2 separate regions of the Hordeum vulgare genome follow, and region 1 is linked to region 2. A link is a contact called in public Hi-C data. All regions are on one chromosome and are shown on one strand. The core of a region is the stretch at or near the end of the contact, and the rest is flanking DNA. Distances in the headings are between cores, read along the strand shown.

The links. A called contact is a pair of places that touch in the nucleus more often than the background predicts.
Region 1: a Hi-C map of seedling shows a contact between it and region 2, with 7 times the contacts expected there. The contact joins the promoter of LOC123443788 here to the promoter of LOC123404483 in region 2. A contact is called at or near these places in 2 of 6 Hi-C or Micro-C datasets (leaf and seedling).

Annotation. Positions count from the first base shown.
Region 1 is chr1H:11,465,559-11,470,721 of MorexV3_pseudomolecules_assembly, reverse strand. It overlaps LOC123443788 (outer envelope pore protein 16, chloroplastic-like), which reads right to left and starts at 2,217. Exons shown (of 6, transcript XM_045120347.1): 1 at 1,945-2,217; 2 at 1,811-1,862; 3 at 1,219-1,250; 4 at 530-563; 5 at 337-404. The coding sequence starts at 2,052.
Region 2 is chr1H:11,126,850-11,132,112 of MorexV3_pseudomolecules_assembly, reverse strand. LOC123404483 (mitochondrial import inner membrane translocase subunit Tim9-like) reads left to right here and starts at 2,107. Exons shown (of 2, transcript XM_045098420.1): 1 at 2,107-2,254; 2 at 2,320-2,790. The coding sequence starts at 2,142. The coding sequence ends at 2,521.

The DNA of each region.
Region 1 (5,163 bases), core at 968-3,467, 340 kb before region 2:
ATTATGAATGCAAATAGTATTTTGATGGGTAAGAAGATTTCTAACGTGCTAGCACATCATTAGACCTGCATAATCTTAGGACAGGGTGTGGAGACAAGTTAAAATTATCATCATGATTTATGAGATGCCATGGATCTGACTGAATCTTCTCTTACACTAATTAAGTAATTGGCTAAAGATCTTACTCAACAAAAGAAAGATGTGGATTGTCAAGTAGGCAGATAATATTTGTTTGCGACGGGGAGGCAGTCAGTCATGCAGGTAGATTTTTTTCCTCCACATAAGGTTCAGTTAAGTGCAAGAAACATGAAACATCCATTTTCAGAGAATCATTACCCAGTCACGGTCACCACGGACCCTTTCCACTCCATACTCCATGCCTACATACACCCCAGCAACAGCACCTGCGGATTAGTCGAAAAAACATCTGAATCTGTCAGCGGAAACTAGAAGAATGGATGAATGATTTATGTTAACACATTTTTTGAGCCAAATAAGACAATAGATAAATGTTCTTCTACTTAGTTACCCCAATATGCACCCTCCTTGCACATTTTCTTCAGCTGCATAAAAAACCAGAATATCACATCAGTGGACTACAAATGATATATAGTTGCCTGAACCTTAACGCGGGTGCAGAAATAAGGCCACAGAATTTTCACTAATCCACAAGTAGAGAGCGGTTATAAAAAAGAACAGTGGTGCAGGGGCTTAAACTTTCAGTTAAGCTCTCTTTCCTCCATTTAAACAGTATCCTTTGCTAAAAAAAACTTAAATATCATCCTACGAGGGTATGCTAAAACTAGGCACTGCTACTGAAATAGCCTGAAGTACTGAACATTTAGTCAGTTCCAGCGTAGAATATATCATCTGCCTATCAGTACACAACTAGTGGAACAGATGTTTGGAAAATTGGCTGATTACTTAGTTAAGTAGCCAAGTAATCCCTGCTCAAAGGGTCACCGAGCAGCGAATTAACTGATTGATCGGCCAATTCACCTATTAATCCACTACTCGCCACCCGACCGAGCAGTTACAATTTAATGATTTCCTGAACAACGAGTGGAACATCTAGTTGTTGGACACTCAGATCGTAGCAGAACTCAGGGCAAATGGTACAACATAATGCTCTCTAATCACACAACAGCGATGGCATCAAGCCACGGGTGCCTACGAAACTAGGTAAGAGAAAACAAAACACCGCGGAAACTGATATACCGTCTCTTCAAGCTGGCGCTTCGAGATATCCCCTGCAAAGAAAGGAGGATAAATGCGATGTCACGTTTGTCTGCACGGCACCAACAAAAAATGGTGTATGTCCTACCATACACGAGTGAAAAATATTGGTCTGCAACAATGGATAATAACAACAGGCAGCATCTGGCCGGTATCTGACCGAGAGCCTGGGCGGTTCTGAACCTAAGCTATTACTCTGCAAAGATTGCTTTTTCATGAGGCATAGCTAGCTGCTGGTACTTGATAGACAAGTGCATCTGGCTAATTGTTAACTGAAACATGGCACGTTCAGAACCTGAGCTACTCTGCTTCTTGGCGAGCAATACATGTGAACCTTCATCGAGAAAAGAAAAAAAGCCCCTTTTTTTATCTGTTTACAGGAAAGAACGGTTTTGCTGAAGCACATCTAGATGCGCCCTAACTATTTCACGTCTAGGTTCTATGTCAATGGTTTCACCCAGAGATTCGCGCGGGTATTTTCTACGGTTTTCTCTGAAGATGAAAAGAAGGCCCTGACCCCCTTCGCATCCGTGCAGCGGGAGAGAAGGGCATGCGTTTGTTAGTTAGTTGTTACCTCTGTGGAGGCAGTCGAAGGCGTCCTCGGCGACCACCCTGCAGGCGCCGACCTGCGCACAGTGTTGCCAATGGCAGACCGGATCAGACACATTGCAAGATATCAAAGAAGAGGAGGAGGATGGGGGGGCGTACGGCGCCGATCTTGAGGAAGCCGTCGACGGTGCGGTTGAGCAGCGGGTTGCCGAGGTCGATGGCCACGTCCACCTTGTTCGACCCGGCCGCCAGCCCCGCGGTAGGCATCCTCCCTTCCTCTCGTCTGGCACCCGGCACGCAGAGAGAAAGAGAGAGATGCAGAGCAGGAGGAAGAAGAAGAAGAAGAAGAAGATGGAGCAGTTGAGTAGGATACAGTGAGATGTGTACTGGAGCTGGATACTATGTATAGGGCGAGGCAGAGAGGGGAGGCAGTGGCTGTGAGGCCACGGGACGGGACGGCCCTCGATCCTACTCCGTTGGGGTGGGGGGGCTCGCGCCATGGCCACGCGTCGGCGGGCGGGCGGAAACAAAAGCGTCGCTCCCGGAGTCTGGTCCCCCGTGGCGTGGGATCCGCCGGTGGACGCGCCCTGCCGACTTGCTCCCCGGCCCGAAGTGCTGGTACCACATTTTCCTTTTGGAATACCCGGCCCGGCCCGAAGATTTTAAGCCCAAAGGCCGGTCTGGGCCCGGGCCCGCCGTATTAACGATTTAGCGAATAGGCCCTGCCCGAGGACCCAGGCACGGCGAGCTTTTACGCTGATGGGTTGGCTTGGCCTTTTTTTTTCTGGGCCCGACGCCCGGGCCGGGCTCGAGCCTGGGTTCTTTGGCCCGATGCCGTCCACAACGTGTTGTTGCCGGGGCGTACCTCGACAACTTCCGCGAGCTCTCCGGCAGCGATGGCCGGATGCGTGTGATCTCCGCACGTCGGTCAGCTTCAGAAGGCGGTGGCACCAAGACTCCGCCGACGCTCACCCCTCCACGAGCCCGACACCCGCATGTTCGGCGTTGCTAGGTAGTCCGCTTCATAAAGGAGGCGGGCCTCAGACTCGTGCAGGTGGCGGCGGTCGAAGCCGTTGGCCGTCGCCCCGTCATCGGGGTAGCGCTCGGCAATTGGAGAGAGGGAGAGAAGGCGAAGGTGACGAAAGGGGCGAAAAGAGGAGAGGGTGTCAGCGACGAGAGTCTGGCGAGAGAGGTGTGTGGCCACCGACAAGGGGAGCGGCGACTTTATATAGCTGCGGGCGGGCGGCACGCGGGACGACATCATGTGAACGCGTGACGGGAGTGGATGGGACGTGCGTCGCCACGCCTTCGCTGCGCCGCCCGTGAAGAATCAATGGAAGGTTTACCGACAACGCAACCTTCGCATTGATTCCCGCTAAAAACGAGGCTAGAGGACGACGAACGTGCCTAACCGCCGACTCGACGGGTCCACACACCCGTTTTGCGCCAAAAACGTTTCCCCAGGCGCCCCCAACGCGCTAGGTTTGTCCTGGGACCGCCGAGGCCAATTTCAACCATCACCGACGAAAAACAGGGTCTTGAAAACGTGACTGGGCCATTTTTTAGCGCCGGCGGCAAAAAGGAAATTTTGAAGGAGCCTATTGGGGACGCGGCTGTGGATGTTCTTATATCTAGGAATGGAGGAAGTATCATATGGTTGCAATCTGCCCGTAGGACGGTCAAAAGAAAATCTGGGTCAAGCCAGCTTTCAGGGCGCTCAATTGAAAAGGAAAAGCAAGCACGCTCATGGGCCGGAGCATTAATGTCCCTACCAACATGAGTAACCGCGGGAGAAGCAAAACCAGGGGAGCTAGTGCGTGAGGGAGGTATCGAAGAAGAGAGCTCATGCTCCTTACGCAAGCGCCTAGCAAACTGAACTAATGACCTTTATTCATTTGAAATGGCGCGCGAAGCTAATACCCTTCTCTAAAAGGTTACTGATTTGATGTTTTTTGAATTTCTGAAACTTAAACAGCTTTTGTATTTACGAACAAAATTTATAAATGGATTTTTTTTTAGTTTCTGAAGAATTTTTAAAAATACAAACATTATTTGAATATGTGAACAATACTTGAAACTATGATTTTTGTTTGAAAACAGCTACATTTTTCCAAATTCTGATACTCTTTTTGTGAGCAGTTTTTCAAACGGGAACATTTTTTAACTTATGCTCACTTTCTAAAACAAGAACAGTTTTTGAACTTACGTACATTTTCTGAAACGGCAAACATTTTTTAAAGTTCCCGACCATTTTAAAATCATGAATATCTTTAGAATCGGAGAACAAAATTTGAACAAGTTTTCAATTTTTGAACAAATCTTGAAAAAGAGAAACTTTTTTCAGAAAACAGGAACATTTTTTTTATAAAGTGTGAACACAAGAACATTTTTTGAAAACTGTGACCAATTTATGAAAATGGAACATTTTTTAGAAAATCGTGCAGTTTTTTGAATAGGAGAACATTATTTGAAACCCGAACATTTTTTGAAAATATGAACACATTTTGAAAGGCGGAACGTTTTTTGAACCACGAACATTTTAATGTAAATTGTGAACAAAATTTTGAACACGAGAATAGTTTTTGAAATACAAAACAAAAATTAGAAAATGCCAAACAAAAATTAAGAAAAGGAAAAAAGGAAAAAAAGTGAAATAAAAATTGAAAAATGAGACAATAACATTTTTTGAAATGGGAACATTTGTTAACTCATGTGCACTTTTTAAAACAGGAACATTTTTTCAAATTTCGAAACTTTTTTTTGAAAAATCTGAAACATTTTGATAAAAGTTCAAGAACATTTTTTAAAATTCCGGAACATTTTTTCTGGATGGTGATAACGTCGCGTGCCCATGTATCGATGCAGATGAGGCAAGTGAAACTGAATTTTGTCCCTTGCTGCCATCCAAAACCATTTTTGCATGAGTGCAATGCATCAATGCATGTTGCATGTTTTCGGCCATAGCTTACATATCTCACACAGGCCCAAAAGTTTAATGTGACGACGCTGCAAGTCGATAGAGTCGGACTCTCCACGAGAACACTCGAATCTTGGGAACAACATTCAATTTTCATAGAGCAGTCACAAACTGTTTATTAGTCGATGAAGCTTCAGTAATCATCCCTTCCTCGTTTTCTGTCGCTGCTTGTATGCGTTGTATCTCTGTATGTATACAAGCGACTTATGCCTACGGATGTGTACATCTTAAAAAAAGGTTGCAAAGTGAAGCGCCACTAAAATTGCCTCTTAGCGAGGACAAAAAGATGAAGAAATTTTCATAGAGCGTTTTTTACACTATACCAGTGTAAAGAACGCTTTTTATATTTTGAGACCAAGGGAGTACTCACATAGCGTAGTAACTGATTCTCAAAGCTAACT
Region 2 (5,263 bases), core at 858-3,357:
CTCATCATTTATCCTATGTGGCATTTTTAAGATAGTATCATTGTACATGCCCTTAGCGGCAGCAACCAACAACAATCTCCCGTGTTAGTACGATCGAACCTCTGATCACTCGTCATGTTGGCCGTCCATTGATTTTCCAATCCCGTGATGTTGGTAGAACGATGAGTTGTGCCTACCTGAACTTTTAGTTTGTTTTCTGTTGACACATATTCCATTTTTGTTGGGTACCTCTGCAATGTACCATTCTCTAAATCAATGTAATTAAGTATTTAGTACTCTCTTTGCTCTAAAATAAATATCTCAACCTTAATGTAACTTTATACTAAATCTAGTACAAAGTTCAGACACTTATTTTAGGATAAAGGGAGTATATGTATAGTCTAGTTTTGAGCCAATTACATCATAAGTGTTTGAACTTAGCAAGAAAAATCAGTTTGATGTTAAAACTTGCAACATACATTGAACCGATGACAGAACTTGGTTTTGACATGCATCTACGTTGCTCAACATGTTTTATATACATATAATGTGCTGACAAGGCGCGCTGACATGGTATGAGACCCAATTTCGGTGACAGGAAAAGCGGGGATGGACGTGCGATCTGGGTTTTGCGAAAAACACCCTAAGGACCGCGATGGGCCTTAAATGGACTCCAATGGCCGCAGCTCATATTTAACATGATCGTGTTTTTAATTCATATATACCATTATAATTCATATTACTATTAAATTACATAATTGTTTTTAAATAGTACTTATATATATTTTAGAATTATATTAACAGTATTTTAAGTAATAATATTCCTCGTAGTGTAAGTACATAAATATTTTTCTTAATGCATAAATACAGCCTAAAAATACATGAAAAATTTCCTGAATACATTAATAATGCATGATTTTTATTATAATATCCAAAAAATATTATAATTCATAAATATTATTTTAACAACATAAAAATTTCTAAAACGTATTTTAATATTTTTTAGGATGAGATTGATGTTCTTTTAAATAAGAACCATTTTTAGAATTATATGAACATTATTTTATATAAAAATATTTTTAAAATTACATGAAAATCGTTTGAAATTATAATAATTTTTTGAATTATATTAACATTTTTAAAAATAAGAATATAGTTTTATAATTATGTGAACATTATCTTAAATATTTTCTTATATTTTTTATAATATAGGTCATTTAAGGCCTACATGCATGTTTGTTTATATGTCATTACGAATAGAAATCACATTTATACAGTAAGTGATATGTGGTGTGATGGCCAGCCTCCGAGTTGGCATTGAAGGTCGTGTGTTTGAACTTGGGCAATGCTTAATTTTTTCTTCTCATTTCTCTTTGTTGCATTGTGTCCTGGCAGGTGGGGCCCAGTTGTCATAGTCAATTGTAGATTTATTTTAAAGGAAAAAATGAGAAGGTTTTTGTGAGAAAAATAAAATATTATGGTATTTTCACAAAAAATCAGGCGACATGCCCGTCCTCGCCTTCAAGTCACTGACATTGGGTCCCACCCCATGCTGATGCGCCTTGTCAACATGTTATACGTGTACAAAACATGATTAGCATCGTAGATACACGTCCATGCCAAGTTTTATCGCCGGTTCAATATATGCCGCAAGTTTTAGCGCCAAACTGATTTTCCTTATCAAGTTCAGACACCTGTGATGTAATTGACCCTTTAGTTTTCTATCAAAATCTTATTCGGTATGAATTCGGTGCAATCAAGATAGATAAACAATTTCATTCCATTGCATCTCTCGAACCAAACACTAGAGTATAATCATTCCATTCCTCACAATTGCTCCTACCAAACACAAAGACATAGCCGACCCATTTCGCTAGAATAAAACCATGACATTCCGTTTCACTTTGTTCCCAAGCCAAACACGCCCCTAGAGGAAACCAAACATACACCCTGGAGGAAGGAGGAGGAGGCTTTTTTTTCCGAGGGAAGAGGAAGGAGGAGGTGACATCGCCTCTCGACTTGATGGGCCTTTTACATACCTGGTTGCATCACGGCCCATGGGCCGTAACTGGGGCACCCATTTCCTTCATCTCTCTTCCTCGGCTGGGCGGCCGCCTCCGCCCCACTCTTCCCCCACTTCTCCCCCAAGAAAAAGCTGAATCATGGACACCACCGGCGCCGCCGCCGCCGCCGCCGCCGGAGGCGGAGGCAGCGAGGAGGAGGAGGACCGGGCCCGCCTGGCCGCCATCGCCGACAGACTCCAGGCCCGAGACTCGTACGCGCTCCGCCCCTCCCTCCCGCCTCTCTCGATTAGCTCGTCTAAAAGATGGCGTCTTGCAGGGTCCGGCTGTACACCTGGCTCTCGCACCGGTGCTTCTCCGACTGCGTCACCACCTTCTACCGCAAGACGCTGGGCAAGCGCGAGGGGGACTGCGTCCGCGCCTGCGTCCGCAAGTACACGCTCGCCACCAACGCCTCCGCCGCCCGCTTCAACAAGCTCGCCGACCCCTCCGCCGCCGCCGCCGACGACGAGGACGGCTGATTCGTGCGACCCTGTGCTCCGATTTTTTGCCTGCTCTGGTTAGTCTTCTGCAGTCTGAGTTCCGATGATGTAGCGCTTGTGATGCCTGAAGAAACACCAGTAGTGACAGAGTAGAACGAGCCACGGATTCTGAATTTCTGATGCGCTTCGATTGATTGCCGCTGTATCGGACCACACCACGGATTCGGAACTTGGGTGGATGCAGTCCCCCCTCGATGGTTTCCTTGCTTTACAAACTTAATTAATGCTTCACTGAATCTTTCACTGAATGTTATGCATTTCCTTGTATGGCTGGAATCGGTTGCTTCCATGTGTCAGTTCAGAATTCAGAATGTGCATTGATGAAAACCTGAATTCTTGGAGCCATTTCATGCTTTATTCACTGCATCAAGTTTAGGATTTCCCCCTTTTATTTTGTCTCATAGCCTGGCATAAGGTCAAATCAACAGTGATCCGTGATGTTGAATTGAAGCTTGTCTAGATTCAATTTCCTCTTCAAAAGTTGACTGCATCTTTTGCCGTCATATGCCAATCATGAATCTCCATGTCACATGATAAATAGATCGTTTACAACAATTTGTCAACAACTCAACATTACTCTGATGGACAGTATCCAGGACAGTATCATTGCAAACTTTCACTGAATGCCATGCATTTCATTGTCTGGTTGGAATCTGTTGGTTCCATGTGTCAATCCAGAATTCAGGATGTTTGATGTAAAACCTGAATTCTTGGTGCCAATTCATGGTTCATTAACTGCATACCATAGTCTGGTATAAGATCAAATCAACAATGATCCATGATGTTGATTTGAAGCTTGTCTAGATTCGATTTCTACTTCAAAATTGCACTGCGTCTTTTGCCATGATATGCCAAACTTGAATCTCCATGTCACATGATAAATACATTGTTTTCGTTTGCAGCAATTTGTCAACAACCCAACTTCACTGCAATCAAGCGCATGTCCTTTTGTTTCCATACCCTGTTACAACCAGTAGTCAACTCTGAATTTATGATATATCTCTGCCTCAAGTGATAGGATCTGAACTTCTCTTCAGAATAAGATATTAGAGAAACTTCAGATGTTGAGACAACAAAAAAATGATTTGTTCATGAAATATGGTTCATCAGAGTAATGTAGCAAAGGGCAAATGGATCTGATGTGAATACAACCATGTTACCAGACAAAAAATGTAGTAGAACCTGTTGTATTCAGTGATTGCACATCTTCAATCTGTATAATTTACATATGACACAGAAAATGGGGTCCTCCAAAATTTATTCACTCTAAACAGTAAGCATACTGATTGTTCTGTTTAATGATTTTTTGGGTGCCAGTCTCATTCCTATATGGAATGAATGCAGGGTACTTGCATCTAAAATGAAGGTCTAATTATCCAGGTTAAGTCGCTCCAGGTTCTTGTTGCAGTCTCATCAACTCTCAGCGTCAGTATCCAGGACAGTATCATCGCCAATTCACAGTAGTCCGATGAGAGATTTAGATTTTGTTATAAGCTTGATGATGTTCCTCGTCGTTGGCTTATCACTGTTGAACAGAGACCTCTGAGCTGATACTCTGCATGTACGCACACAAACCATAATCCTATGAGACCGTCCATCAACTCTGATCCAGAAGTTTTACGTTTCTGAGAAAATACAACCGTTCAATTGTGTCATTTGCCCCTTCTTTACATCGGATTAGATGATTTGCCCTGCTTTTCTGTTTTCCTTTTGATAATGTGTCCTTTTTAATTACTGCAGTCCTTTTTGATTTTTAATCCCTATTTTTGCCATGCGAAAAGTCTGTATTGCCCATGTGGCAAATTTTGAATGCTTTACGGACCATTCTGTGTTGGACTGTTGGTCTTGGTTGGATCAACCGGTTCATCACCTTTCTCCTGTTCTTCTCTCTTTCTATCTTCGTATTGATGTGACAAACCTTCTGGAGGAGGTCGATGAGGGCACCCTTGCCCGCATCTTGATGTCTGCTCTTGCTGCTGCCAGAGGCGCGGCAGTGTCCGTTGCAGCACAGTGATCCAACGGAGAAGGCTGTCAAGAGACGGCTCATGCTGCAGCTCGGTGATAACATAACATGGGTGGTAGACGGGCAATTTAACATCAACTGGCAAGTGACAGACCGGGTATGTGAGCCAACCAGTGCCAATAATTGTAAATACTTTACTTCTCAACCAAAACACTTCATAGCGTTCTTTCCCTGGTTTCGGTGTTTATTTATACCACTGCATGCAAGAACTGTGAAAATGTGCAAGATGTCCTAGTTTCTTTTCTGCACTTGTAGCTAGCTTGAGATTGTGTAAAGAGTAGGATAGGTAATATGCACAAACCAAGGACCCCATATGACACTAATTAGTAGGCTTGGGAGGCATTAGGACAACCATTTGTAGCAGCGAATGAATATGTTGAGGATCGGTCATCACTATTTCTCGAGATATGTAAGGGTGAGAATAGACCTTTGGACGGCGTTGTCTCGCTTGTGTTGGCATGCATGGACTATCTACGCCGAATGCCAGGAGATTGATTTTGCTTTCCTGGTTGTTTGGTTGTTTGGTGTGCTGCGACGTGTAGCGATATGCATGGCGTTCAGGACACGGATATACCAGTTGTATTGGCTGTTTCTCCCATGTAGATTGTCCCATGCTGGATTTAGCCTAATCGGTGAGGAGTTGACATGCGAGGTCGCTCCCGCACGACATGGATGTTAGGGTTGTATATTACTGTTTA